7 separate regions of the Mus musculus genome follow, and regions 2, 3, 4, 5, 6 and 7 are each linked to region 1. The links are chromatin contacts, called in public Hi-C, HiChIP or PLAC-seq and promoter capture Hi-C maps. All regions are on one chromosome and are shown on one strand. Each heading gives the region's core, a stretch centred on a gene start, on an enhancer-like site or on the middle of the called end of the contact. The rest is flanking DNA. Distances are from core to core; before and after follow the strand shown.

Region 1 (4,051 bases), core at 929-3,428:
CATCCAAATGAGGTGGCGACAGAAATAGCAAGGGAAATGATGCAATAAGCTTGGTGTCACACAAGCTTGCGTTCAGAAGCTGCCTACAGGATATTAAAGGGCTGTTGTCACCTGTAAAGCACAGGTCTAACACACCCCTTACCAGACTATTAGTCACTTACATACAAACTGCCCACTTAGACTCCTCTGTTTACTAGGGAGGGCTATGTCATACGCTGACCCAGAAAAGCTCTGAGAGCCAAGAGAATTGGGCACACATGCTAGTTCTGTAAGTTACAGAGGAAATGACCTTGGAAAAGCAGCTTCATCCCCCCCCCTACCCTCAGGCTTCAGTTTTCTTGTTTGTAAAATGGGTGTAAAAATTCCTCAGTATTCAAGGTCTTCTTAAAGCTGTAGGATATTAGAATCTGATAAATGGCGTGATTACGAGTACTTCTTATTGTAAATAAATAAAATTAATTTAAAATTTTTTACAAAGCACTTAGCTGGGTGTGCTAGTACCTGTCTGTAAGCCCCTACTAGGGAGGTTGAGGCATGAAGCTAGCTATGAGTTTGGGGCCAGGCTGGGCTACATACTGAAAGGGCATCAAAGTGATTCTTAGAAGTTGTCCATAATAACAGCACTAAAAATTAAAAGCAACACTAGCATAAGCTTTTATATTTTCATCTCCTTTGTGGCTGTCCTGGAACTTGTTATATAGGCTAGGCTAGCCTGCCTCTGCCTCTGGAGTGCTAGGATTAAAGGTGTCAGCACCCCTGGCTCCTACAAACTTTTAAAATGAAGTTAAACATCAGGCCATCGAACATACAGAAAAGACCACTTTGTATAGTGTTACCAAAAATACTTTTGTGAGACAAGCCTCTTACCTCGGACTGGTTTCACACCCTTTTCTGAGAGTTTCTAAAATATTGCCATTTGAGTTCAGCCAAGCAAAAACTCAATCTTTTCCAATACTGCCAAGTCATGATCCATGGCTCACAGAGGCACTGCCTGAGATCTTTCCACTTTAACGAGGGGGAACCTGGATAAGCACAGAGCCGTAAAAACTGTAGAGCCATGGACTGTGAAATAAAAGCTACAGAAGAGACACAAATCTTTCAGTTCTGCATCTTGTCTTTAGTCTCCCTCACGGACATGGTCAATTAGCTTTACAGAGCTTTTAAGTCATGGGGAAATAACCTTGGATTTGGGCAAAATAAAATTGATCTTTCCATTTTAACCTTGTTACAAATTCTACTGGCGTAGAACAAAGGGCAGCCCTTCTTCCACAACACTGCTCTTTCTCCCCATCCAGGAAACCAGGCAGCTGCTGACTAAGCCAGGCTGCTGCTCTCAGAAGCCCTGGGAAGGTGGAACAGGTATTTCTATATTATTAGTTGGACTCTGGGATGATTTCAACTCTCAGTCGAAACTTTTACCAAAAAAAGAAGTTTTTTTTTTCTTTTAAATAATGGAAGAGTGTCTAGGAAAGAAAAAGTCCGGGCTCCTCTTCCGAACATAAATTGTTAGTAAATAAAACACTGTTGCCTCCTCGGGTGCACCTGCAGGGAGTCACAGTCACCAACCAGCCTGGCCTTTACAGACCGGGCTGGGCTGGACGGGGTGGCCCTACGTGGCGACTGAGCCCCGAGGCGGGGGGATGGCCAAACCTCGAGGCACAGCCGGACCTGACTGGGGTCGAGACCACCCTAAGTTGCGCGGGGACCCAAGCTACACAAAAAAAGGTTTCTATCGTGGGAAACCTCAGAGCCACAACCGCGGAGTCTCGGCTCGGCGGCGGCTTGGCTCCCCGAGCTCAGGGAGAGGCACCATATGGGATGACAGGCACGGGCCAGGCAGCAGGAAGGGTGGTGGGAAAGAGGCAAGGGGAGCCGCAGTGTCGGGAGCCTCCTGGCGCGGTCCAGATGAGCAGTTAGATCACGCGTGGCCCACAGAGAAGCACCGTGGACATAGCCGGCCCGGCCCCGCCCCGAGAGAGGACTAGGCAGGCGCCATAGTGCCTGAACGCATAAACTCAGAGCGAGCCGGGCTATCGCGAGACCGCGAAGGCCTCTGGGAAGGACGGAGTTGGGGGGGGGAAGGGAAGGGAAGGAAGCTGGGACAGGCAGGAGGCGGGCCGAGACCACGAGTGGAGCCCCAGGAAGTGGAGGGCGGAGAAGCGTGAGATCGACGTGCATGCGAGCCAATGACAAGAGAAGTTGGGAGGGCCTGCGGCCAATAAGCGGTGGCTGCCCGGTACAAGGGGCGGGCTCCGGGGCCGAGGGTAGCTTGAGCGCGGCGGCGGCGTTGTTCAGTCAGAGCGAGAACATTCCAGAGGTGAGTCCGCGGGGGGCGGTGGCCCGCGCCCCTGCCCTGCGCTCCCGCCCCTCCACCCCGCGGGCCGCCGGCGGGGGCAGGCGCCGCCCGCCGCTCACTGCCTTGTCCCCGCCAGGTCGCCAGGCTCGGCGCTGCTGGTGTGGACGCGGACGTCGCTGGGACAGTCCCTCCCGCTGCTCGGCGGCGGCACCTGCCCAGCCGCCCCTCCGCTCGCCGCCGGCCCCGCCGCTCCGGACCCGGTTTCCAGCGCCTCTTCCTCCCAGTCCCGGGCGAGCCGCGTTGGGTTTATGTCTTTATTTGACGAAAACGGTGAGTCGCGGGCGGCGGGCCATGGCGGCGGCAAGATGGCGGCGCGGCCGCGTGACCCGCCGCGCGTGTGGCGCAGTTTGGGGGGGGCCGGGCCGTGCGGGAGCGCGCCCGCGCGCGCGCCGTGGCTGAGTCAGGCCCGGGGCGCGTTTGTGACTCAGGGAGGCCGCACCTCTGCCCCGCCGGCCGCCGGAAGGGGGAGGCCGGGCGACGGGCTGCGACCGTCGCGTAGCCATGGGGACGAGGGCGAAGGTCGGCCGTGCGCCGAGGGAGCGAGGGGAGGGAGCCCGGGCGCGGCTTCGGCCGTGGTCCTCGTGCTCCGACGGAGCCAATGGCTCCCAGCCTGGACTTGCCGCCCTGAAGCCCCCGGAGTCGCCGAAGCCGCCCCTCGGCGGTTGGCAGGTCCGGCTCGACGTTTCCCGTTTTACCACGATGGCAGCCGGGGGAGGCGCCATCGGCGAAGTTGGTGGCCCCCGGGCCTGAAGTGAGGGAGAGAAAGGGCCCGGATCCCCTTTTCGGCAGTTACAACGCTGTCGCTCGGCCGGGGCAACCCATGACTCGCCGGTGGCCTTTGATGTGACAATCTCCCGGCGGCTGAGGGAGCAGGGTTTGTGTTCCGTGTTGTCCTCCTCGTTTCGAGCAGTTTCCCTGCCAGTCACAACCCGTGTCAAAATGGTGGCCTCCTGGGTTCCTGGAGTTGTGCTTTGTTACATGGGGATGTCAGCTGTTTTCTCACAAGGACTCGGGCTGTTAGAGCTCGGAGTGTTAGTTGTGTGAGGGACTCGGGGACGGGAAGTTGTCCCGGGGAGGAGTGATGCTAAACCTGTAGGGTTGTTGTGTGTTTTCTCCTTTTCTCTTTCAGAGCTGTTGCGCAGCCATTGGTACCTGTATTGGGGAAACATAGCATACAAGCAAGAAGCTTACAGCCTCAGTGGCGAAAATTTTTTCATGTCAGAGACCGAGAACTCTTGCAGTCGTTTATGTCATCCCTTCTTCTCCAGACAGAAGATACCAAAAAGTTGCAATCAAAGATCTCTTCATCTTATTGATAAAGTCACTAATAAGCCAAAATGTCTGTCAACGTCAACCGCAGCGTGTCAGACCAGTTCTATCGCTACAAGATGCCCCGTTTGATTGCTAAGGTAATGCTGGTTTTTATTTTAGTAGCCTGTTGGTCCGCACACTCTTGATAGGTTTTGAAAGATTACATTTCACAGGGAAGACAGTGCAAAATTGAAATTCTTATTTCCTTTAGGTTGAGGGCAAAGGAAATGGAATCAAGACAGTTATAGTCAACATGGTTGACGTTGCAAAGGCGCTTAATCGGCCTCCAACGTGTAAGTAAAGCTTGGAGAAGCCTGAAAAGGTATATTATGGCTATAGTTTTTACAGTCTTTGAGCTATACATCTTTCCTCAATCATGTTAAT
Region 2 (4,051 bases), core at 900-3,399, 1.6 Mb after region 1:
AACAAGATCCCTGAGTGCAGATACGTAGAAACATAGCTATTTGCTTTGAGAGAGAGACCACTCACAGGAGGTTGAGCCACCCCAAAGGATATGCATCCCACAGGTATGCCTGCAGGTCCTAGCATATGCATGTGCATCCGAGCATTCAGCCTCTGCTACACACACACACACACACACACACACACACACACACACACACACACACACACACCCCAGAGAAGAGAGGAAGCAGTCTGCCAGGTGCCTTGTGCCTCCACCCAGTGCACACCCCTGGCAGGCAGCAGTTGGCTTCTTCCACGGACAGTGAGGTAGTGTGCTTTGTGTGTGGTCAGGCCCCAGGGATCTGTGTTGGTAGGGACACCACCCTTCCGGATGGTCCTGGACTTCTCTGGCCTCTCCTTATATCACCAAGGGCTTTGCTCAGATCTCCCCTTCCGGAACCTCTGCCCATAGGATGCTTCTCCCCCTCCCCTCTCCTTTGTAGACTAAGTCAGGAGCTATAGAAATATGTCCTTTTTTTTTTTTTAACAGAAAGACTGAAAGATTACAAGAAATGGCCTGGGGGTGTGGATGGGGGAGCAAAGTCAGCCTTAAGTCCAGAAACCACTCAGGGATGCCAATCCAGGCCTCTAGGTGGGTCTTAGGTAATGATAGGCTAGAAGATGGAAGTCTATCCTTGTAGGGCTTGTGTTCACCCCTGCTCTGGAGCCCCCAGCTGGTAGTGAAGAGCTTCAGAATGTCTTTGTAGAGCTGGGCATTTGTGGAGCTCCAGTTTGGGACAGAGCTGTACCCTCAGGTTAGGGTCCCTAGGAGGAAGGTAGTGTTCCAGAGGGGCTGCGTTTGCAACTGTGGGTAGTCCCTGACCCATGGTGCAACACTAATCCCATCTGAGAGTTCTGACTCCCTACCCCAGCAGTGGCCAGGGAGATGGAAATACCCCTGACTGATCCTTGCCCAGAGCTAGGTCTGGAGACAGATAAATGGGTGGGTGTGGACAGGAGTGTCAGTCAGGGCTGAACAGTGAGAACTTAATGTCCGGCTATCAGCAACTGCATCGTCAGCTTGCTAGGCAACGATCAGAGAGCCCCAACCCCTAACCCCCACTAAGCCTACAAACTACTCTGAAGCTCAGGCCAGTAGAAACCTCCCAGCCCTCCATATTTACTGTAGGCTTAGTCTGTTCTCTACCTGGTACCAACCACGGCTCAGCCTCCTCCTTAGCTGGGCAGTGGACTTGGACCGCTGAGCTCTGGGCACTTCTCCCAGAGATAAGGACTACTCATCAATTGTGCCTCGAGGCACCAGGGAAACAGCCTGGGCATGGCCTCACCCGAATTCCTTGTCTTGACCTCTAGTCTCCAACCTCAGGTTGTTAGGTCCTCAAGCTTAGAGTCTGTAGTTCCTGTGGCAGGATGGGCTTTTCTGGATGGGAGTCCCCTCTTCTGAGTTCCCCGGTGAAGTTGTGGCTGCAGTCCAGTCAGCTGCCAAAGGTCAGGGTGTTCACATGCGGCTAGCCAGAGTGGACCTCCTGGCGTCTGCGTGGGTTAGATCTGGGAAAGGCTGGAAGGAGTTGGGCTACAAGGCTGAGACTCTGAATGTCCTCAACTCTTTCCGAAGAAGCATCAAAATATGTGCAGAATCCTTGAATGCTAATTTGTGTCTCTCTGCGCTTTATTTGTGTGTGTGTTCACATGCGCACGTGTGTTTTGAAACAGGGTCTCACCCTAGAGACCAGATTGGCCTCACCAGTTTTAGTAGGACAAGCAAACACACCACGTCCCACTTTATCTGCACTTTAGAAGTTTCCTGTGCTTACCCGGTCTCCAGCTAGCCGTTGCAGGTGCAAAAAACGCTAGGCTAGACAGAGCTCTTGGTCCTTCGAGGGGAGGACTCAACGACCCCTATTCAAGACCGGAGACTTGCCCTGCCCCAGGCAGGGGGCGGGGCCTGGGTCCGCAGGAGCCGCTGGGCTTAGAGGGTCCCGGGAAGACTCCGCACCCCTGCATGGCCCTTGGCCAGTTTATCTTGCCGGAGGCGAGTATGAACCAGATGACCATTCTTGGCCAGTCGGCCTGGATCAGCGTTCCCAGGGGTCCAAGTCCCGGACTGAGGGGGTGGGGCGGGGGCGGGGCCTTAAAGGGCAGGGCCACGGGGTCCCTGAAAAGCGCGGACCAGGCGGGCGCCACCCAGTCCAGAGCCTGCAACCTACTTCCTTCTAGCTGCAGCCACTTGTGCAGGACCAGGTACCGCCATGCCGAAGTGCCCCAAGTGCGACAAGGAGGTGTATTTCGGTGAGCACGCTTGGGTATCCCAACCTCTCTCCACATGCCCGCGGGCGTACTGCAGGCGGTACGCGGAAGCGTGGTCCAGAGGCGGACAATATTGGGCTGTTCAGGTGGACCTGGCTGTCTAGAGTCCAGGGCATCGCCTGGGATAGAACCCATAGATCTTGCCCGCGGCTTGAGGGTGGGACAATTTGGTGTTAAACAGAACCGACATCTGTGCCTACTCGCTCTTATGTTTCTGGGTCGGTCTTCTGGCTTCCTTGTCTCTGGGTCTCCAGGTCTCTGTGACTCCCATGCTTGTGGGTCTCCCCTTCTCTGTGACCCTGGCCTCTGGATCCTGCTGTCTCTCCCGCCTTCTGTCTGTGCGCCTTGGGCGGGGTCCCTGCTGGATAGGAAGGAACGCGGGACTAGGGTGGCCCCTCCCAATGCTAAGTAGAAACAGACGCCCAAAACCACGTCCGGGGGGTTCGATCTCGGGTGCTCGTTTTCTTGCTGTTTGCGCGCCCTAGGGCTTCTATGAGATAGTGCGTGACTAAGAGGTCCCCTTGCCCCTGCTGAGGAGAAGGGTGTGCCCAGGTTTAGTGCAGAGGTCAGAGGACTTTAACTGGGTTTACCTAACCTTAGATCCTCCAGACTTGTTCTCCTCCACTCTCAAGTCTGAAGGCCTCCTCCTCTCCAGCTCTACAAGCCCTCGGGGGTCATATCCCTATGGTGACACTTAAAAGTGTCCCACCAATGAGCCGGGATGGGTGGGTGGCCAGGTAGCCCACGCCTTTAGTCCCAGTGCTTTAGTCCGGGGAGGCAGAGACAGGAGCATCTCTGTGAGTTCAAGATCAGCCTGATCTACGGAGTGAGTTCCAGGACAGCCAGGGCTACACAGGAAAACCCTGTCTCAAAACAAAAACAAAAAACAACCTAAAAGAAAATATCCCACCAAAAAGGTGACCCTTCTGGTTTGTGAGGTGGGATTGGCTTGAGAGCACCATAGTTGCCCCTAACCCTCTCTGGAGCACAGTGGTCTCTGGGGACACAGGGTGGGCTGCCACATTGAAAGAATGAAGTGTGGGTGTCTGTGCAGCTGAAGAGGGGTTGCAGGGACTCCAGTGTCTCACAGTGGATCTGTGCTTCTGCAGCTGAGCGAGTGACTTCACTAGGCAAGGACTGGCATCGTCCCTGCCTGAAGTGTGAGAAATGTGGAAAGACACTGACCTCTGGGGGTCATGCTGAGGTAAGGGGCCGTTAGGGGGCAGAGGGAGGAGCTATAGGAGTTGGGGTGAAGGTAAACCCTACTGTTCTTTTCCTTGTAGCATGAAGGCAAGCCCTACTGCAATCATCCCTGCTACTCCGCCATGTTTGGGCCCAAAGGTATGTTGCCGGACTTCTTCCCTAACGGGCCTCCCAGTGCCGGCCTCCTTTCCCAACATGTCAGTATCCTTATTTTTTATCTTATCCTCTTTTTATCTTTGGCAGGCTTTGGGCGAGGTGGAGCTGAGAGCCACACTTTCAAGTAGACCGAGGTATAGCCCCATCTCCAATCCCACCCAGTCCACCAGTTTACAGGACAGAGTCATCCCTAATAGAGTAAATAACAAAACTTTGCGCTCACATTTGTCTCTCTTTCTTACAGGTTGTGGAAACTCTCCCTGCCCGCCCAGGCACATGCCAGGCCTTACCCCCGGACAGCAGGGCTCTCGGGAACCCTCAGTGCCTTTAATAAACCTGATCTTTGGAAGTCCTGTGTTTTTGTCTGCTGATGTGTGATAGAG
Region 3 (4,051 bases), core at 1,035-3,534, 1.5 Mb after region 1:
CTACAGGCCAATACCCCAGGACAATGCCTCAGGTGAGCTTGCTTTTGGAACTCACAGCAGATTCAACAATCTGCTGCACGGGCTGGGGAGACAGTCCTGTCGGTCAGTGGAGTAAATGCTTGCTGTGCAGATCCCCAGGATGCACATAAAAGCAGGTCAGGAGTGTTAGCCACTTATAACCCCAGCAGTTGGGAGGCTGAGAGTGGTAATCCCTTGGCCAACCTGGTTAGCTAGAGTAGCCGGAATCAGGAGCCCCAAGTTCAGCAAGAGACCCTGACTCAGTAAAGTGGAGAACTATCAAGGAGGGTTCCTGATGCCAACTTTGGGCCTCCTTACTCATGTGCCCACACATACATGTATGCCTGTGCACACACACACACACACACCACACACACAGCCTCAGCCGCACAGGGCATGGTGTGCATGCTTGTAATCCCAGTACTTAGGAAACTGAGGCAGGGGAGGCTGCTAAAAGTTCAAGGCCAACCAGTCTACACAGGAACATCTTGTCTCAAAAAAAAACCCAAAAAGTTGGGTCTGGTAGTACAGGTTCATAACTGCAACTACTTAAGAGGCTGAGTCAGGAGGACTGCAAGCTCAATGCTTGCCTGGGTTACTGATTAAGTTCAAAGCCAGCCTGGACAACTTGTCAAAACCCTAACTCAAAGTAAACCATAAAAAGCTAGGAACATAGAGAGCTCAGTGGCACTGCACTTGCTTAGTATGAGCAAGACCTGGGCTCCAGCTCCATACACACAATACATATAAATATGCAAATACAGTTACATACAGTCCAAGGGAAAGAGATTACAAATACACTAGTCCATAGAGGAAGGCAAAAGCTGGATGGCTCACAATTCTGATCGCAAAACATTAAATGTAAACAAAAGGTCAGGCTGAATGCACTACAGAACCCGGAGCAGACTCACACAGGGGGGCAGACAATGACCTCTGCGGAAGGAACAATGGTAACTCCATGTAAAAAAAAAAAAAGGAATCCTTTCAGCAAACTATGTGTGGAAAATGGTACCTCCGCAGACAAGAAAGGAGCCTCAGCCCGCACATCCCACTTTCCACAAGGCTTAACTCAAAAAATGTGGACTAGGCTTCCACTGACATAGGGATTTGGGAACTGTTTAGTGTGCCAGAGTCCCTGGGCTAGATCCCCAGTCTACAGAAAATAAAAACAAAACTGCGTAAAAGTGTAAACAATAACTTTTAGAAGACAAACGCGGTGACTCAAAGACATCTTAGATTCGTGACAAAGGAAACTCTCAAGAAAGAAAAGGCGACAAATTGGAATGCTTCAAAATGTAAAACCTTTGGTCAAAATAGTAACATTTGCCTCAAGAATCAGATATACAAAGAAAGACTTGGAAGTATAACTCACCTAGAGACTCGACATTCAACGGTTAGGAAACAAACCCTTATTTTAAAAAGATAAGGACTCAGGCGACTGGGCAGAGAATTGAGGCTGGGCACATCTTCTTCATAGCCCTTAGGGCAATGACACCTGTTAGAGTGGCCAACCGGATAAACGGAACCTGCGAGCCTGAAAGCCGTGCCTGTCAGATTTCGGGACCCAGCCCGACGACCTCCGTTGGACCGGACCGCGACGCTTGGACCGGGCAGATCGCGGAGTTTACATCGGCGTACGGGACTCGGAGGGGACCTGGCTGCAGATTCCCGGCCCGGCCCTGCCTCAGTTTCCCTGTCCGACTGCCCACGGTCTGTCACAGGACGACCTACTTCAGTTTCCCCGCCAGCCTCGACTCCTCCCTCGGACCTCGCACACGCAGCCCTGCCCGGCCCCCTCGCCCGAGCTGCAGAACTCACCGTCCAGCGACACGAACTGGCCGACCGCCGACGAGCCGCCGCCGCTGTTCTCCACGAACTGCACCTCGGACACGATGATGTTGTCCTCGAGCACCGAGCCGCAGCCCGTGCACACCGCATCGCCGCGCGCCGCATCCAACTCGATGTCCGTGCCGCCGCAGCCGCGGCAGACGCGGCCCGTCATGGTGGAGCCGCGGGGCCCCACCGGCCCCCCAGCCGCTCAGCAGTCCGCTCTCCGCCCGCGGCCCTCAGCCCGCAAGGCCCGTCGCGCCGCCTCCGTCTGCGCCGCACTCTCGCGAGGCCGCCGGCGCCACGCCTGCCGATTCGTCGCGGCAGATTCGCCCAGCGCGTGCGGGCCGCGCTGCCTGCAACGGCCGCGCCCGCGGGACCGATAAAGGAACTCAAGAATCGTTGGGACGCTGGGACCGAACCGCCGACCTTCCGGGCGGCCGGAAGCAAAGCTCCAAACCTGGAACCCGGAGGCCTCGCGGGCCAAAAGCCAACAACGGGGCGGGACTGGAGGGCGGGCGAGAAGGGCGGGGCGGGGCGGGGCGGGGCGAGGAGCGCAGCCCGGGACCCGACTCGGGCCGTGGGAGGAGCCTAGGAGGAAATGCGGGCTGAGGGAGGAGCCTGGGACAGGGGCGAGGCTTAAAGTGACGGGGCCCGGAGTAGGCCGGTGGGTGGAGCTGGGACGAGTATGGGAGGAGCCTGTAGATGGCGCCGAGGCCACGAAGCTTTCGGTATGCGGAGCCGAAGGAGAGCCGATTGTCTGAGAGAGGAAATCTGGAAACAAAGTAGTGGGATGGGTTTGTGGGCGGTAACTTGTGTGCGGCCAAGGCCCGGCCCGTGGAGCCTGCACTGATTGGCACAATAGGCTTTGGGAGCGTCCTGGGCTGGATGTAGTGGGAGTAACTTGGGGAGTCAGCAAGCCCTAGAGGGCAGGATCAAGGACTGCCGGCGGGGCAGCGTTTAAGAGGGACCTGGAATGTTCTCCCAGACTCTGCTGCAGACACCTCATCCCCCATCCCTCAGTCCCAGGGTGAACAGTCTCTGGGACCACAGTTGGTCACCTCAACGCTGAGTTCTCAGCAGGACTTCCTATTTCCTGGCAGTAACGGGTCTGGGTAGTAGGGTAGTGAGCTCTGGGTAAAGTAGAGCATACACAGAACCCTCTGCATCCGCAGGCGCTGCTCACAATCTCAGCCATACCTGTCAGTCCTTGGGAAGTTTAGCAAATCTTGTGCACTACTACAGGTAAGAAACTCCAAAATTAGACTGCAGGATGCCACAGGAGCTCAAACTAAGAGGGAAGCATTGTAAATATGCAGACTTCTGATCAGCTTGCAAAACCAGCGTTATCAACACAATTTAGAAGAAGAACAAGAACAACAACTTGGAAAAAGCCGATTGTGTTGGTGCACACCTTTAGTCCCAGCACTCCAGAGGTAGGGGCAGGTGAATCTCTGTGAATTAGAGGCCAGCCAGGACTCTGTTTTATACATAGAGTAACCCTGTCACAAACAAACAAACAGAACTTGGGAGGGATCTCCTCAAAACATAGCAAAGGAAGGGTTGGTGAGATTGCTCGTCAAGTAAATGCCAAGCAAATCTGTCTGCCTTGCTTGAGTTCAATCCCAAGAACTCTGGTAAAGGCGGACTGAGAGAATTTACTCCACAAAATTCTCTTTTGACCTCCACACATGTACCCTCTCACCATCATGTGCACAATACATATTAAAGTCAAATGGCAAATGAAGGAATTGAAGGATTTGGAGTGCTGCACAGTTCCTGTGCTCTCGAGTCACCCCAAGGGATCCCAAATCAACATGTCATTGAATGCCTCAAAAGGTCCAGGACAGCCAATGGTATGTCCGGAAAAAAAACAAAAACAAAGCAATACTCCAGAAACCCAGAGTGAAGCACTCACAGGAGCTCCTGGTTCCCTATACAGTTGGTGTCTTTAGGAGATAACCATGGTCAGAGTCCCAAGGTGGAGGACCAGGGTCCTTCAGACCTCCTCACAGATGCCCCTGAGCCTTGTCCCTTCTCAGTGACCCCAATGTACATTGCAGTAAGACAAGTGCTAAGAAGGGAAGAGCAGCAAGTTCTTCAGCCCCTACAGAGGAACCAGGTGGAGCCCTATCTTCTTTGGAGGGCCTGGGGATGCTTCCCTGCCATTCTATCTTGAAAAAGGCTCACCCAATCTGAGTCTTAA
Region 4 (4,051 bases), core at 424-2,923, 1.4 Mb after region 1:
AAAGTCTCTTTCAGGACCAAGGTACCAGGCAGACCCATTCCCATGGCTCTTGGTATCTGAACCAACCGCAAGCCCTCAGTCAGGAAAGCCCTTGGGCCATTGCTTGATACCCCCCCTCTACTCGCTAGTCTCAGGCCTCCAGACCCACCTTTACCAGCTGTTTTTAATCTCACACTCAAGACTATGTCCATATTCACATCTGCACCTAACTAGCTTCACACCTGCAGACAATCAGGTGCCGGTACAAGCCAGGTCCAGAAAGTGAATAAAAGCAAGCACCATAAGACTTCCTGATCCCAGGCCTTTATACCACAGGCATGCTACCTGTCTCCCCCAAAGCTGGATCCCCATGACCCTTCTTCCCAGCATGCCCAGACTCGGGTTCTTGCCTGACCTGACCACCCCTAAGCAGACAGGGTGCTTCCCAATTCCAGAAACTAAGAAGCACAATAAAACATCCGCAAACAGCAGTGCCACAGAGGGTTACAACTTGGAGCCTTGTTAGTGTCTCTTCCCTTTCGGAGGAGGGGTCTTCCCATCTCTAGCAGCTTCTGCCAACACACACAATCAGGCCATCCCCGCGCAGGTCCCAGGCGCCTGTCCGTGCCCCCGGGCATCCAGGAAACTGCAGGGCAGGAGCAGGCTGGCCGCGGGCCCGGACGGCTCCGCCAGGGCCTGCCCCGGACCAGCCCCAGCACGCGCAGCGCACATGCCTGCACAGCCTACCGGGCCGCAGGCGCCTCGCACCTCCCCACGCACTGACACGCGCAGGGCGACGTAGGCACACTCCGAGGGCCGCCGTGCACGCGGACCTTGGCCTCCCAGCCCCGCCGCGACCCCAAGCCTGTCGGCCCTTGGGAACCCCGCGCGCCCACGTGGCCAGGCGCGAACCTGGCCGCAAGAGCACGCGCCCCAGGCCCGCCCGCGGCGCGGCGCCCCCTGCCGGCCCCGCCCCGTCTGGGCGCGCGCGGCCCGCACCCGCGCGGCCGCAGGTGCTGAAGGGACCGCGGCGGGCGCCGAGCGCGCAGGGAAGCAGAGTGCGGGGGAGGGGCGCACGTACCGGCCAGGCGAACTGAAAGGGAATGACGACGAGGCCCGGGTCCTGGTGGCCGCCGGTCCGAGACCGCGCGCGCGCTCGGTCCCCCGCAGCGCCCGCCGGCGGCAGGTAGAAGGAGTTGCCACCCAGCACGGGCGTGGCGCCGTAGCCGTAGCTGCAGGGCCCCGTGGGCGTCACCTTGGCCTGGTACTCCTTAAGGCACACGCGCACGTACGTGTCGCACTCGTCGCGGCCGCAGCCCCCCGCGCGCGTCGTCCGGCCGTCGCCGTCACAGCAGGCGCCGCTCAGCAGCTCCCCGTTCACGTTCCGCAGCGCGCTCAGCTGCAGCTCGAAATAGCCCATGGGCCGCGTCGCCTAAAAATAAGGCAGCGCAGAGTGCAGGGAGGCGCGGGCCGGGGTCGCCGAGCCTCCGCCCCGCCCCCACCCTTGCGCCGTTCCTAGGGCTCCGGACCGCGGCCGTTTGTGCGCCGCCTGGCCCGGAGGAGCGGCCCGGCCCGGTGCGCCCCGTCCGCGCCCGTCGCCACCGCGCGCCCCGCTCACCTGCACGCACAGAACCAGTAGCAGCAGCAGCCGCCGAGGCAGGCGTCCCCAGCCGCGTGCCCGCATCGCCGCCTCGACCCCGCCCGCGGCCCCGCCGCCGCCGCCGCCGCCCGCGCCCGCTATAGCCGCCGCGCCGGCCTCCAACGCCCGCCCGCCCTCCGAGCCCGGCGGCGCACAGGCGGCGGCGGCCGCACAGGCGGCGCGGGCGGGGTCGAGCAGTGCGCGCGGGCTGCGCGGCGGGCGTGCAGGGGAGGCGGCGGCTCCGGCTTACTGCAGCCGCTCTCCGGCGGCCGGCCCGGCTCCCACCCGGCGGCGGCGGCGACGGCGGCGGCGGGTCCTGGCCTCGGCTCTGCGCGCCCGCGCTCCCGGCACCGCAGCCAACAAGTTCGGGACGAGACTGACAGCTCGCTCGCCCATTCGTCACCCGCGCACCTGCATATGCATGAGGGGGCGGGGCCTCGCGGTGGGGTGGGGCCGTGGGGGGTGTTGGGGGCACCCCGAGCTTTAAAGGAGGCGAGGGTGCGGTCTATGCGCGGGGCGGCGGGGCGCGGGGCCACCGAGCTGTGGCTTCTCCTGCGCCCAGGCTCACTGAGGTGGGGCCTTTTCTGCTCCAGAATTCTCGCCCGGGTTAACAGCCTGGGAGTGAGTGGGGCGCCCCCTGAGGTCACTGCCTTGGTCCCCTCCCATCAGAGCGCAGCCACTCTCGCGCTGCTCTTGGTCCCAAGGGAGATACTGCCTGCTGCACACATCAGGATTTTGCCCCCACGCAGAGCGGGTGGGGCACTGAGACTTGAGTGAGCCCAACTCCTGGTGCGCCCCCTTCCCCCAGGAATTTCCCCCCAACTCCGCAGCCTCCTGTTACTTTCACGCCGGCTACAGGGGGCGCTACTCCCCTCCGGCGCTCAGCCCTCCCTTCCTCCAAGCGCACAGGTTGAGTAGCCAGTCAACAAATGCTCCTTCCTGCAGGCTGTTCCCAATTCCAAACTGAGGTGGTGGCCATCGCTACATTCTCTTATCTTCAAGGAACGTGCCGGCCTGAGGTTCAAATTTAGGGGAAAAGAAACGGGCATAAAGGATAGTGGACCATGTCAAGAGAGCTACCGGAAGAGGACTTTCCAACAGTCTGGGAGTATTAAGTCACAGAGCCTGGGTGTCCCAACCCTCCATTACCATTTCTTGACCCTGTTCCTAGGTGATCATTTCCTCTTCCACACGTCAACACCAAGGGTTCTTTGTCTACAAGCTGCCTCTCTCCCACTCAGCAGGGCCCTTTGCAATTCCAGTGGTTAGCCTCCATGATTGGTGATGTGCTACTCTGCCCTTACAAAAGTCTCCCGAAGGCTCCTCACTCTAGTCTCCCTTTCTAGTCCAAGTCACTGCCAGCCAGGATTTCCGCAGAGAGGGAGAAGTTCTGATACCGGTGAATCAGAGCCACAGTAGAAGGAACTTGGGTCAGGGCAGTGCCAGGCAGCCTACACAGGGAGCCAGGCCATCGAAAAGCCTTGATCCAGTTTGCCTGCCCTACCACTGTGAATGGCCGTCCAGGATCTCCTGCAGAAGCAGTAGGCCTGAAAGGGTGAACCAGTATCCCCCATACTTGCAGCATACCTGGCTCTGTCTCAAACTGCTCCCACTCCAAGGAGTGGAGCACTCGCCCAGGGAGCCCACACGCAGGTAGGGTAGGTGATAGGGCAGACACAAGCCAGGCCTGGCTACACACAGAGCCTCCCCTCCTCCACACCAAATAAGGGAATTGGTGCATATTAAGAATCTTTCTGTTGTTTGCATCCTTTAAGTGACATCCCCTTAGCAAATTCAGCTTCCCTGTCCCTCTTGCTTGGAGACAGGAGATCACAGAGGACAGAGAGTCTGAGCTTCCAGCTCACCTAAGTTCACCACCACCTCTGAGGCACTCAGCCAATCTTTGAACTAGGCAGCCACAGCCCTGGCCTACCTGCAGGGGCCTCTGTCTAAAGATGGATGATGGCTTAGACATATACTGTAGACCAGCAAACCATGAGCATCCAAACCGGGGGTGGGGGGGCATGAGACCCCGATGGTAGGGCCAGCAAGGTGAGGAGAAGGAACAACATGCCAAAGTTCTGGGGCTGAGAGAACCTGACAAGAGCTTGTGAGGACAAGATAGCCCAACCAAAAGCAGGTGGCAATCCTGCAGTCAGTCTTCCTACTGAAATCAATGAGATGTCACAAAGACCAGGGCTGGGAAGTGCCACACCATGACTTAGGAGGTCAGGGTGATGTGGTGCTGTTGGGAGGCACAAGCATAGTCAGGACAATGACTAACGGTGCAGGGGCTGAGGAGAGGGAGTTTAGCATGAAGCTGCAGCCCCTCCCTGTGTACCTCTGTTTCCCTGCTGTCAGCCAGCTGTGGGGGGATGGGGTGGGGGGCAGGCCAGCAGGCAGAGCCAGGGTACGCTGACAAGGACTTCTGTG
Region 5 (4,051 bases), core at 580-3,079, 1.1 Mb after region 1:
GCCACCACCGCCCAGTCAACCACCAAGGCAACTCTTATAAGGATAACATTTAATTGGGGCTGGCTTCTAGGTTCAGAGGTTCAGTCCATTATCATCAAGGCAGGAACATGGCAGCGTCCAGGCAGGCATGGTGCAGGCAGAGCTGAGAGTTCTACATCTTCATTCAAAGGCAGAGAGGAGAAGATTGGCTTCTAGACAGTTAGGACTAGGGTAATAAAGCCCACACCCACAGTGACACACTTACTCAGACAAGGCCACACCTCCTAATAGTGCCAACCCCTGGGCCCAGCATATACAAACCACAGCCATCCTGACCTTATTACCCTTCAATCATGACGTCATCTGAGGACGGAGCCTTCAACACTTCATATTCATACTAGAACGGGAGTCAGGCCCAGTGGAACCCCATGGCGCTTGTACAGACTGCACTAGGAAGTGCGGATTCTGGGAGGAAAAAGTCCATTATCTTAACATGAACAACAGCCTTCTTAGTGGTGGTTCCTGGGACAGGTCGCTGGATTTAAGCCATGCAGTAGGGGACAAACGCATGACTCCACACAGAGGTATCATCCATTCTGCACAGTTCTACAACCGGGGAAACCACCATTTGGGGGTGGGGGTGGGGGTGGGGAAGCACAGCAGTCAGTAGTCACTGGACCCTATTGTCCTATTTAGAATTGTGCTCCTTCTTTATGTCGAAGGCCTAACTCCCAAGAGTCAGAGTGTGATTGTATCTGGATACAGTTTTTTGTTCGGTATTTTGAGACTGGGTCTCTCTACCTAGCCCAGGCTGGCCTCCAACTCACAGAGATCAGCCTGCCTCTGCTTTCTGAGAGCTGGGATTAAAGGTGTGAGCCAACACACAGGGCTGGTGGATATAGTCTTAAAGAGTTAAAACAGGGTCCTTAGGGCAGAACTTAATTCAAAGTACTGGGTGTTATTATGAGATGAGGACACACACACACATCCAGTAAGGACACAAAAGTTTTTATTTGTAGATTCTGGAAGACAGAAGCCTGCAGAGAACCTGACACTTTGATCAGAGACTTCCATTCTACAAAGTCTGGAGAATTAACGGGTGCTGTGTGTACACTCCGGGTCTCCTGTACTCCAAGATGAGCACAAAACTTAATGCACCCGAATAACTGACGTTCCGATTGTGTAGAAATAGAAGGACTGAGAAACCCCTCAGCATCACTGTTTTGCCTGTTCAACATGTTAGAAGACACCACAATATTTTTAAATCCTGACCAGCGGACCCGCAGGTGACGCCATAAACCCTCAGGCTCCCTGCCCAAGATCAGACCTAAGGGAACACAAGAGGAACTCGTAGGGGAAGATGGGTGCCCGTATCCACTAAGATCAGGAGCTGGGACAAAACCCGCCACCCTACTGTTTGATACTGATATCTCACCTATCACCTATCACCGTTGCTTAGCGACAACAGAGCCTTCAGGCTTTTCGCGCGCTGAGCCCCGCCCTCGATCTCGTGCTGGTTTATGCAGAGCCCCTTAGCACACGAGTCCCGCCCCCAACGTAGCATCCCGCTAATCCCGCGCCCCACCCCAGAGCCCCGCCTCTTAGTTCCCGGCCTATCCTGAGCTGTGACATAAACTAGCCCCGCCCCAACACAACCCCCCCCCCCCTCGGCCTATCCCGTGCCACGCCTTGCGCAGACCTCACCTCGCCGCGCCAGCGCCCTTGGCCTTTTCCCGCGCCCTGCATTCCAGCCACTGCCTCCCTCAGCCTATCCCTCGCCGTTAACTGCGTAAGTCCCGCCCCCGACGTCACTCCGGCCTATCCCGCGCAGCGGGGCCCGTTTGAGGCGAGCCCCCAGCCTTTCTCCGGCCTATTGGGCGCCGCGCCCTCGTCGGCTCGGGCCTCCGCCGCGGTCCGAGGGCGCCGTGACGTGTGCTCGGCGCGCGGCGCGCTGCGCGCTGCTGAAGGCTGTGTCTGGTACCCGCTACCATGCCCAAGCGGAGCTGCCCGTTCGCAGACGCAGCCCCGCTCCAACTCAAAGTCCACGTGGGCCTGAAAGAGCTGAGCCACGGTGTGTTCGCCGAGCGCTACTCACGCGAGGTCTTCGGTGAGTGTGGACTTCCGTGGGTAGAGCGCGCTACGCCGCGCAGGGCAGCGGGAGACCGCGGGAGCGTCCCGAGCGCTCACGGTGGATGCTGCTTCAGGCGGCTCCCGGAGAAATCCGAGTCGGACCCGAGTGCTGCCGAGCGGACTAGCCTAGCGCGGGACCGACGCGGGGACTGGGTTCGAGTGGGCGTGATGGCGTAGACTGCCCTGAGCCCTCGCAAGTGGCCTTTGTAGCGGATGGATGTTGCTGAGCATTGCCTTGCAGTGATGGCTTTCTGGGGCAGGTGTAACGCAGTGTACCGTAGCTTGGCGCAGTTTGCGGCCGTATAACTTTGAGCGGTGCCGCTGCGCCTTTGGAATGTGCGGGAAAACAAACTCCCTACGCAGCCCCAGTATTTGTCCTTTCCCTCTCTGTACTCTGGGAATGCAAACTCAAGTGCTGAGACGCAGGGGCGATGCGTGAAGGGACAGGACTGAGCTGCAAAGAGTGTGCCTCCCCCCACGCCCCCCAGTCTAGACATGGCCTGGCGTCGTGGCTTGTTTTTTGACGCCAGCACTCAGAAGGGAAAGGCATGGGCTTTATGGTGAGATGTCTTAAAACAGCAATAACAATGCAAACACGGCCCAGAAAATGCCTCAGCTGGTTAAAGTGCAGTCTATGCAAGCCTGGACATGAGTCAGGTCCCAAGAACATACAGTAGGAGAGAATTCCTGAAAGTTGTCTTCCGACCACACTCATAGTAACTAAATAGCCAAGTAAATTAATTTTTTTTAAATGTAAGCATGCAGTTGAAAAGAAGGCCTAAGTGTTAATTGGAACCTAACAGCCTGGCTCTACCCTTCTGAGGACTTGTGTGTTGGAGCATTTGCCAGGCCACTCAGAGCCAGCCAGTCAGGAAGGGGTGCAGGGCTCTAGCGAGTTTTATAGTACACACAGTTTACCAAAACCCCAGCCCACACTCTGGACTCTGCTGGACCAGGAGGCCTTAAGGAGAAAATTGCTCTCATAATGGAATGTGGGTTTGAGCCCCACCTGTGTTAAGAGTACCCCTCCAGGAACTCTTCCCATTTCTTGTTTTTCAGACAGGCTTTCACCGTGTATCTTAGCCTGGCCTTGAACTTAAGTAATTCTGTCTTAAAGTAGGAGGCAACTGAGCTGGGAATAGCCACTCTCTTTGAGTTTTTGTTTGCTTCCAGTGTCACAGAGAGGTCCCTGGGTCGTGGGAGTGAGTATTTCTAGAACTCGCAACAGTGTTTCCCTTTAGGGCTCCCTGGGCCTGAAGCCCGAAAGGAAGCAATCCACTGTTATAGGTGTGAGCAGCCAGTTACCCGGGGTTGGTGGGTGGCAGGGCTGGAACATCTGGGAGGTCTTTGTCAGGGGGTTGTTGTCATTGTCCCTTTAGTAAAGTTGTTCACTGGCCTGGCAATGGTTGTAGGTGCTGTTCTAAACTCGTGTCTGTTTTCTGCCTCCTTGGGACACTTGCTTTTGGGAATGAATGGTTCTGAGCCAGAGCTTTCTCTGGCACTGAGACAAGCTTACAGGAGGAGGACTGGGAGTGCAAAGAGGGCACCAACCAGGTGAAGTGAATAGCTGTGGCTGCTGACAATAGAATAATGGGAGGAGCACCGGAGTGGAGCACAGCCTGGTGGCTGGGAACAGGCAAAGGGGGCTCCGAGCCTTGTGGGTCATAGGATATCTGTGCAACCGCTTTGCGGTTTGGAGAGTTATCTTAAGGAAGGCTCTTCCTCCCCAGAAAGAACCAAGCAGCTCCTTTTCCAAGGGGCTCGGGCCTATAGAGATCACATATCGAGCGAAGATTGTTCCGTGAACCACCTGCAGGAGTCACTGAAGTCTGGTGTGGTAGGAGCCCCTCAACCTGCGAGGGGACAGATGTTGATTGGACCTGATGGCCGACTGACACGGTGCCAAGCTCAGGCCTCAGAAGGTGGTGAGTGGCCGCCAGTG
Region 6 (4,051 bases), core at 1,041-3,540, 1.1 Mb before region 1:
AAGCTATGGTGCTGTTTACTTTCCTGTTTAAGGAGCTTCCCTGAAGGACAGAATGTTTCCATCTCATGGACACTGTTGTACAACAGCCAGGACATGTCAGCATCCAGCTACACATACTCCTGCAGCCTTCACTGTGCTGAAAGACCAGCCCAGCTCCCGTCAAGCCATTCGCCTTAGTTCAGGAACTGTCCTTCCCCTTTCCTCTCCAGCCACAAGGAAACATCTTGCACCTCCCGTTATCCTGTCCCTGAATTAGACCATCTCCACCCCTTTCCTTCGGACTTGCCACCCATCCTGCAGGATGGCACAGGGCTTCTTGTTCCCATCCAGGCATGTGACTTCTCAGGGAACAAGGGAGACAGACACCTTGCTCACTAAGGGGCTCTTTGTGCTGTACTGAACATCATGGATGTCCAGCAAATGTCTGTCAAATGGATCAAGGATGTGCAATCCTGGGTCATGCCATGATACCGGCGTATTTCATGAAATCAGCGTATTTCCTTGAAAGCCCAGACTCCTCCTTGTTCCATGGCCAAAACGCAGTAACTTCAGATCTACTTACTCTTTCCTGATTTAAATTTGTACCATGCTTACTACATTGATAGCGCCTAATTTTAAAATTTCAAAGTAACTCGTGGTATTTTTTTTAATTATTTGTTTCAAGGAAAGTATTAATCCACTTAAGATTCTGTCATATACCCATTCTGTAAAAATACCCATTCCAGTCTGTCACGATTATCTGCAGATTAGTTTTATTTTGGTGAACATTCAGACACCAGCAGACACAACTTACTCTCAGAACCTCCTACAGCACCTCTGGGTTTTGATAAATCTCTCTTTTTTTAACCCCCACAGAGCTTGGGTGAGAACAACCAAAAATGCTTTGCTTGGCATTTACAAGAGTTAAAACAAAAACAAACAAAAACCAAGGGTTAAGATACATCGATTTTTCAGTGCCTTGGCCTGGGTACGTAGCTGAAGTCTCCAGCGTTTGTCTAGCAGGCTCAAAGCTTATGACGAAGGCACCTCCTAAATCATGAGTGAGCGCCTGAAGTCTCCTGCACTCGAAACAGTTCACTCCTACAGTCTTCCTTCTGAGTGCTCCCCCTTAGCATAGGATGTCAGACACTGACAACTCCAAAAACAGGACTGTATAAGTAGCGAATTAGCTTCTTCCCTCATAAAGAGCTACTAGAGAAGTGAGAGAATCAAGTGATCCCTGGTCTTCATGCAGTTTTCTCACAGGCTAACGACCACTGGTAATTAAAGAATAACAAAGACGCAGGGCTGCTCAGACGTAATGGGCTCGGAAAAAAAGCCTACACTGATCTGACTACCTCCCTGGTGGGCCGGGGCGATGGGTGGCAGTGTGCAGGTAGAGTCTCAGAGTGAGCAGCTGATGGGCTCGGCCTAGGTGGATCCAATCCCTAAGACGTAAGGTGGGCGGTGCCTACATTGGGGAAGCCGGTTGCCTTGCGGGTGAGTCTGGAACAGAGAAATTTCGGCGTGCAGGACCACAGGGGAACTAGGCAGTCTACACTTGGACCGCCGTGGGCAGAGTCTGCTCTGGGGAGAGTTCCTTTGCTCGCGTGGGCGGGGACGAAAGGAGAGGCGTGGACTCTATAGGCGGGGCTGAGGCGAGCCCCGCCTCTGAGGCGTGCGGTGGGCGGAGCGTACCCCGGAGCCAGCAGCATTGCCTTCGTGGGCGGGGCCTAATGGCCCAAGGAAACCGCCGCTCGCGCGGTCCCGGGTCTCCTCCGCACTGCACGAGCGTCACCGCTACCAGGCTTATGGGGTAGAGTTTTTCGTGCCTGGAAGGCTACAGAATAGTCGCCATACATCTCACATGTGCATTCCCGCTCCTCACTGTCCTTTGCTCTCCTCCCCGTCCCGGCTCAGCGGCCGTGACTTTATCACCTCCGTTGTCCGCACACGCCTCCCTCTCCCCAGTAGCTCCCTCCCTGATGGCTCCACCAAAACCTTCACAGCCCGGCACACGAGCCGGTCCGCACCGAGGGGGTGGGGACAGGCCGCGCAGTGGGCGGGGCGACGCTGCGGAGCGTTAGGGCACGTGGGGCCGTGTCGGCCAATGGCGTGGCGTCGTTGAGGGCGGCGAGGCGGGGAGAGGGCAGCGTGGGGCCGGCGCGGGGCGGGGCCTGGGGCGGGGGCGGGGCCTGCCGGGAGAGGGGCGGAGAGACGCCGCCGCCGCTGCCGCCGCCGCCGCCGCCGCCGCGGCTGCCGCAGCCTCTGGGAGCCTGGAAAAGGGGAAGCGAGAGCGGACGAGCGACTCAGTCCCCGGGCGGCGGCTGCAGCGGCGGCGGCGGCGGCCGGGGCGGCGCGACGGCCGGGCCGGGGGCGCTTCTGCTGCTGCAGCGGCAGTGGCGGCGGGCGGAGGCAGGGGCGGCGGCGGCGGCCCGCACCAGCCATGCCGAATAAAAACAAGAAGGAGAAAGTGAGTCGGGGCCGGGGGCTCCGGGACCGGGTCTGGGGTCCCCGCGTCGGCGGGTAGGGGCGGGGCGGCAGGTCGTCCAGGCTCGCGGGCGGGCCCAGGGCGCTGGCAGGATTGCATGGAGCTGGGGAGGCCGCTCAGGCTCTGAGGTGGCGCTGAGGTGCCGCGGTCGCTCTGGGTGGCGGCTGATGCTCCGTGCAGTGCTCTGCGTGGCGGGGGCTGGGGTGCTGGAGCGTTCCGGACTCGCCCCAGAAACCCTCACTTGTGAGGTTTAAGGGTGGGAGGGGAGAAAGGGATGGGCCGAGAGCTGGGGTTACGTGTCCCTACCTGGAGTTTTCACCTCCCTCCCCCGCCCCCCAACACAGACATGAAGAGAAACGGAATTTGAAGGCTGCTGGTATTGTGAATATACTCAATATGATGTAGTTTGCTGCTGACATATTAAAGCCATCAGAAGCTCTCAGTGATATGTATCAATTTAGAAACTGCATTTGAGCTGATGCTTAGCGGTCCAAATATTGAGAACACTAATGGTTTTTTGTTGTTGTTTGTTTTTGTTTTTTTGTTTTTGTTTTGTGATGATTCCCAGGAACCACCAAAACCGGTGAAAAGTGGAAAAGGTCCAAAAGAAGGACAAGATACAGCAGAAACAGAGGTAACCTCTGGACAAGCTCATTGTTATTCTTGATCAGCCTTTAATCTAGGGTCTAACACGGAGGCTCTACAAACCAAAGTGTTTCTGAAGTCTTTTCTTATGAGTTACTTATCCCCCCCCCCACTCTTTTATTAAAGTGTGCACAGCGAAACTGACATTTTAAAAACAGTTTTGTGGCTTCTAACAGAGCTCAAGCCCTCCCAGTGAACTGGTCTTAAATGGAGTCTCTAGCTTTAGGGTCTGCCCCCTCGTTCCTTTTCTGTGTCTCTGGCTCTCTCAGTGACTTCCACGGTCCTTGCTTTCCTTGCTGCAGCCTCGAACTGGTGTCCTGGGCAAGCTTCTCTTCTGCTGATGTCTGGTCCTTTTCAACTAAGTGTGGATGTGTTTTGGTGGCTCTAATTTGGGTACTTTTTTTTTTTTTTTTAAACAGTCTTCTATTTCCTTTCCCACAAGCTCCTCCATCCTCTTTGGTGAATCCTGACTTTTCTTGCTTCCTGGCTTTGGCTTATTTCAAGAATATCTGGAATGATCCCTTGGGTCATTTGGTGGAATCTGTGATCCTTAATAGAGTTGTGCCCTTGGGGGATTTTCAGGGCAGGCCCCTTGACCCCCCTTTTTTGGCTTTGTTTTGTATCTCATTGTCTTGGAACTAGAGTGCCCAAGCGAAGAGGCTCAGGCTTTAATTTCAGGGCACCTGGAAGCTGCTCCTTAAGTCTCCCCTCTCCAGAGCCGGATCGTTGAGATTTTACCACAGACATTTCTAATTTGTGGCTGTTCGGCCTCTTCTTCCCGAAAGCTTCATTAGAATGAGTTAAATTCTGCCCTGAAGATAATCTGCAGGGGTTATTTTAGCTCCAGGTTGTCTTCCCCCCCCCCTCAATTTGGTGTGTTCTGTGCCTCCCTCCTCTGCAGCAGGTGGTTCATCCCAGCAAATCTGTTGCCCTCCC
Region 7 (4,051 bases), core at 873-3,372, 1.1 Mb after region 1:
GTCAGCACTTCACCTGCCTGGGGAGGACGGAGAGCACTGCCTCCCCAGCCTTCCTCCCCATTGCTTTCTGGAAGTCGGCCTCGTGGCTAACAGACCTGGGAAAACCCAGCCCAGTGGCAGCTATGAAGCCCCTGGAACCTCCTTGCAAAGGCTCATGGGTGCCAGATCATGTGCATTGTCTGTGTGGCGGTGTCTCTTGATAACCCAGAGGGAACCATAGGTGGCGCTGTGCCTGCGTGCCCTCCCTCTAAGCCTATGCAAAGCTTAGCAGAAGTCACTTGTCTGAGGTCACACAGCTGCAAAGCCAGACTCCCCCCAAACTTAGCAGCTGCTACACTGCCCACCATCCCGGGCTGGGCTCACTGAGGGGGTGGGGGTGCTAATTCCGGCTGAGCCTTGTGACTGGCAGGGTCCCAGCTGTTGAGCCTGAGTGAAGCTGTTTTTAGAAAAGCCCTCCCCGTTCTATGTGGGCCCTTGGCTATTTATAGTCTCAGGCTTAGAAGCCTCAGTGCCCAGGACCCGTCTAAGCCCCCATAGTAGGTCCCTCTGAACCCTAAATACCTCTCACCAAGAACCCCTGGTTCCCCCCAGGAAAGGGAGCCAGGATTCCTTTCAGGCTTGCAGCAACACCTCCCAAGGGGACAAGGGCAAGCATTAAAGTGACCTGACCAAAGTGACATTCAACACTGGCATTCTTAAAGCATAATCTTTCTCACCTGGAGAAAAAGTTCATTGACCTGTGTAACATTCTGCCAGCCTCTCTCCTCCCTCAGTCCTCAGAAGCTGCTGTGCCCCCTACCCTTCCTCCTGTGACAACCCCCCCCATATTCTCCTGTTTACCCCTTGTCTCCGTTCCTGCATCAGCCTTCTCTGCCTGCTTTGCCTTCTGAGCACACCTTCCTGAAAGACCTTATCAGGGATTTCTGCCTGTCCCAGCCACTGCTCAGGAGATCTTGGCCTGAACCACTAACTCTAGATGCCACGTCTACTCGCTTGCCCCCTCCCCACTGTGGCACTGAGTGAGGTAGAGAAGGATATTGTAATCTGCACACAAAGACTGTAAGGCTCTTCTAAGAAGTAGTGTCCAGATCCGAGGCCCTGACTGCTTCAGCCATAGCAACTGAAGAGAGTGTCTATGTCCCTATGTGAAACAGAAGACACAGACCACCATGACCTGCACAGCCAGGGAGGGTAGCAGCAGTGTGGCTGAGGCTGACTGGGAATAGCCTCTCTTCCCCAAGCTGGGGGAGGGGGGGTGTCAGTCCCCCAGAGGGTGTGTCTAGTCTCACTGGTCTTGTGACAGTCCTGCGAACTGCCCCCAGGACAACTAGGAGCCTGACTGCTCTGTGAACCTGTCCCAGGGGTCAGTTAGCACACCCTGGAAGGACACGCACCAGTGGGGGGCTGGGGGGAGCATGCCACACAGGCCTCCCAGCCTCAGGACTTTCCCTTGTCCCTGTTTCCAGTCTGGACTGAGTGGCAGAAACCATCGACCCCGAGGTCTCTTGGAAAGTTGAATCCTCCTCTGCTCCTGTGTCCCTCAAGTTGCTCTGACCCCGAGCGGATGTGGGTACTTCATCTTACACTTGGCGCTGGGCTAGTAGCTAGCTACAGCCACCCAAGAGCTGCATATCCTGGGCCAGCAGGGGTGACTATGTGGCCTGGTGGAGAGAGATCGTCTTAGTTAAGGTGACTTTCTGGGCGGCTCTCAGGAGAACCGTTCCTGGTCCTGGACTCGAGGTTCAAGACGGGAAAACAGGTGATCCCGCAGGCAGATCCTCCAGATTAACGGCAAAGAAACATCTGTGGTTCTGCTTTTGTTAACCGCTCTCTTGCCCCGGAAAAAGCAGCCTCCTCCGCTGTTTGTGCAACCCCAAACCCTAGTCCTAGCAGGCCAGTGGGCAGGGGTAGAGTCCGGGTCGTGCAGCACTGGCACCTCTCACGTCCTAGGGTGTTCTGAGTCATCTGCTTGCCCAAGTCGTGTCGGGGCGTCTAGCACCCTAAGTGCGCGCCATCTGCAGCGACAGCGGCAGGGACAGGGAGCTGTGGCCGCAGGTCACCGAGGTGCGTCACCGCGTGCGCAGGACCCGCCCCCGGCCCGCCCCCCTCTCTAGGCGTCCGCATTTAATGGAGCGAGAGCTCTGGCGGCGGCGGGCTCTCGCTTGGCCCAGAGCAGCAGAGGAGCTAAGCCAGCATGTCCGGGACCCGAGCCTCCAACGACCGGCCCCCCGGCACAGGCGGAGTCAAGAGGGGGCGGCTGCAGCAGGAGGCGGCGGCGACAGGCTCCCGCGTGACCGTGGTGCTGGGCGCGCAGTGGGGGGACGAGGGCAAAGGCAAGGTGGTGGACCTGCTGGCCACGGACGCCGACATCGTCAGTCGCTGCCAGGTGCGGGCCAGGCGCCGAGTCCCTCCCTAACCTGCCCAGCGAGCCTCTCCCCTTCCCCGGGATCCGGACGAACCCCTTCCTCCTGTGCCCTGAGTGGGTCACAGCCTTTTGGATTCCTCCCTCCCAGGAGTACCTTCCCCACTGCCTAAGTCCTCCTTCCCACACACACCCTCTCACACAAAGCTCTTGGCCTCCCACCACCCACCCACCTCCTCCCCAGGGCAATGGCAGGAGCCCGAGCTAAAAATATAAGTCGCTGAGTTGAGGACATGGGATCCTCAGGGGTAGGGCGTTCCAGGGCGGTGATGGTGGGCCCTCCAGTGGGGAAAGCCCCAACGGGGTGGGTCGAGGTACCCTAAGATGCAGCAAAGGGTGAGAGCTGCTTTCTGAGAAGGGGGGTGTCCTCGGCGAGTCAGCCAGGCAGAGACAGGATGAAGATAGGTTTCTAACCTAGAGGAACGCAGGGTCAGGAGCCTAAAGCAGAGTTCAAAGGGGTCTGGCTGACATGGAGAAAGGAGGAGTCACAGATTTCCCGGGCAGGGTGTGACCCGGTGGCTGGTAGTGCTCAGAGAAGGCCAGAGACAGTCTTTGTGCCCTTGGCCAGCTGCAAAGTGCTCTGAGCACCCACATTTGTTCTGACTGACTCTGGACAGCGGGTGGGTACTCTCCTAGGGCTAGCTGCCTGCTCTCCTTAAGTCTCTGTGGTGTTGAGCTGCAGCTAACAGCCACACTGCCTCTGCGGTGCCATCCTCAGCACAGAGGGCTCGGTTTGAGGGAAGATACTCTGTGATACTGGGTTTGGAGCCACACTTATGGCTGCTGACCCAAATGAAGGTGGGAACACCTGCTGGAGTTCTGTCTCCCTGGTTCTGTGGCTTTCTTGCTGAGTTCCCGAGGACTCCTAGGAGGCCTCCGGAGGCATAGCTTGGTTCCCTGGGCCACATTTGCCCAGCTGGGGATGAGGATTTCTGGAAACTCTCTTAAGAATGAGGAGCTACCCTGCTCTCTCACCCTGTTCACCCCTCTCCCTTGAAGTCTCTAGGTCCTAAGGACAGACCTTGGGCCTCCTAAGCCCTACACCTTGCATGCATTGTCCAGCTATGTGTATGTAACTGGGATTTACTCCCAGCGGTCTGGAGTCCTGCTCTCCAGCGACCCAGCACCAAAGCCCCCACCCTTCCTCAGAGCCGTTTGCTCCTGTGGCGCCTACAGTCTTTCCACACAACTTGCTGGGTTTGGTCAGCACTGTCAGGGGTGAGCCTCGATGGTCCCAGGCTCCGTCTCCTTCTGCGGACACAGTTCTGGGTGAAGATGAGCTATCCCTGCTCTATGCCCAAGTCACCATGACAGATCCAGATCCCCATTTCTTGACAGGACATTCAAGGATCAGCACAGGGTCACAGTCACCCACTCAGAGGGGCTATCTCTCCCACCACCTGACCTCCCCAGCAGACCCAAACAGGTGTTCCCCTGAGGAATATGAGAATAGAGACATGTTTCTCTTCCAGTCTCTCGTGAACTAGCAAGTCAGGAGCCTCCCACAGAGCTCCTCTACAGGTTGGGAAACTGAGGCTCAGAAAAGTTGAAGAACCAAACTAACTGTTCCTTTGAGTCCCTTGAAGCCTTTATCATAAGCCAAGAGACCTGTCCTCTTTCCCCCCACTT

What was found. Promoter capture Hi-C pulls out the DNA fragments that hold promoters and counts their contacts. Hi-C and Micro-C count contacts between places; a contact is called where the count stands out from the background. HiChIP or PLAC-seq counts read pairs in DNA pulled down with a chosen protein or histone mark.
Region 2: a Hi-C map of B cells shows a contact between it and region 1, with 6 read pairs. The contact joins the promoter of Crip1 here to the promoter of Eif5 in region 1. A contact is called at or near these places in 1 of 39 promoter capture datasets (pre-B cells) and 2 of 484 Hi-C or Micro-C datasets (B cells and CD8 T cells).
Region 3: a promoter capture Hi-C map of pre-B cells shows a contact between it and region 1, with 3 times the contacts expected there. The contact joins the promoter of Brf1 here to the promoter of Eif5 in region 1. A contact is called at or near these places in 3 of 39 promoter capture datasets (cranial neural crest, maxillary cranial neural crest and pre-B cells).
Region 4: a promoter capture Hi-C map of pre-B cells shows a contact between it and region 1, with 2.0 times the contacts expected there. The contact joins the promoter of Jag2 here to the promoter of Eif5 in region 1.
Region 5: a FOXA1 HiChIP or PLAC-seq map of pancreatic cancer cells shows a contact between it and region 1. The contact joins the promoter of Siva1 here to the promoter of Eif5 in region 1. A contact is called at or near these places in 2 of 39 promoter capture datasets (liver and pre-B cells) and 2 of 115 datasets of contacts at active chromatin or transcription factors (microglia and pancreatic cancer cells).
Region 6: a contact with region 1 is called in a Hi-C map of pre-B cells, with 4 times the contacts expected there. The contact joins the promoter of Ppp2r5c here to the promoter of Eif5 in region 1. A contact is called at or near these places in 6 of 39 promoter capture datasets (the HPC-7 cell line, cranial neural crest, liver and 2 more), 3 of 484 Hi-C or Micro-C datasets (CD4 T cells, embryonic stem cells and pre-B cells) and 1 of 115 datasets of contacts at active chromatin or transcription factors (embryonic stem cells).
Region 7: a contact with region 1 is called in a promoter capture Hi-C map of pre-B cells, with 4 times the contacts expected there. The contact joins the promoter of Adssl1 here to the promoter of Eif5 in region 1. A contact is called at or near these places in 2 of 39 promoter capture datasets (the C10 cell line and pre-B cells), 1 of 484 Hi-C or Micro-C datasets (B cells) and 2 of 115 datasets of contacts at active chromatin or transcription factors (large pre-B cells and pancreatic cancer cells).

Annotation. Positions count from the first base shown.
Region 1 is chr12:111,535,923-111,539,973 of GRCm38.p6, forward strand. It overlaps Eif5 (eukaryotic translation initiation factor 5), which reads left to right and starts at 2,179. Exons shown (of 12, transcript NM_173363.5): 1 at 2,179-2,317; 2 at 2,433-2,626; 3 at 3,486-3,765; 4 at 3,879-3,960. The coding sequence starts at 3,694.
Region 2 is chr12:113,149,863-113,153,913 of GRCm38.p6, forward strand. It overlaps Crip1 (cysteine-rich protein 1 (intestinal)), which reads left to right and starts at 2,150. Exons shown (of 5, transcript NM_007763.3): 1 at 2,150-2,291; 2 at 3,419-3,513; 3 at 3,593-3,650; 4 at 3,756-3,802; 5 at 3,913-4,017. The coding sequence starts at 2,252. The coding sequence ends at 3,796.
Region 3 is chr12:112,998,337-113,002,387 of GRCm38.p6, forward strand. It overlaps Brf1 (BRF1, RNA polymerase III transcription initiation factor 90 kDa subunit), which reads right to left and starts at 2,285. Exons shown (of 18, transcript NM_028193.3): 1 at 1,837-2,285. The coding sequence starts at 2,020. 9230104M06Rik (a long non-coding RNA gene) reads left to right here and starts at 2,388. Exons shown (of 3, transcript XR_001780729.2): 1 at 2,388-2,576; 2 at 3,021-3,090.
Region 4 is chr12:112,927,822-112,931,872 of GRCm38.p6, forward strand. Jag2 (jagged 2) reads right to left here and starts at 1,674. Exons shown (of 26, transcript NM_010588.2): 1 at 1,598-1,674; 2 at 1,061-1,411. The coding sequence starts at 1,663.
Region 5 is chr12:112,642,999-112,647,049 of GRCm38.p6, forward strand. Siva1 (SIVA1, apoptosis-inducing factor) reads left to right here and starts at 1,830. Exons shown (of 4, transcript NM_013929.2): 1 at 1,830-2,086; 2 at 3,840-4,034. The coding sequence starts at 1,969. It overlaps Gm30101 (a long non-coding RNA gene), which reads right to left and starts at 1,769. Exons shown (of 3, transcript XR_381987.3): 1 at 1,684-1,769; 2 at 316-444.
Region 6 is chr12:110,444,934-110,448,984 of GRCm38.p6, forward strand. It overlaps Ppp2r5c (protein phosphatase 2, regulatory subunit B', gamma), which reads left to right and starts at 2,291. Exons shown (of 16, transcript NM_001373949.1): 1 at 2,291-2,452; 2 at 3,039-3,104. The coding sequence starts at 2,426.
Region 7 is chr12:112,617,925-112,621,975 of GRCm38.p6, forward strand. It overlaps Adssl1 (adenylosuccinate synthetase like 1), which reads left to right and starts at 2,123. Exons shown (of 13, transcript NM_007421.2): 1 at 2,123-2,386. The coding sequence starts at 2,195.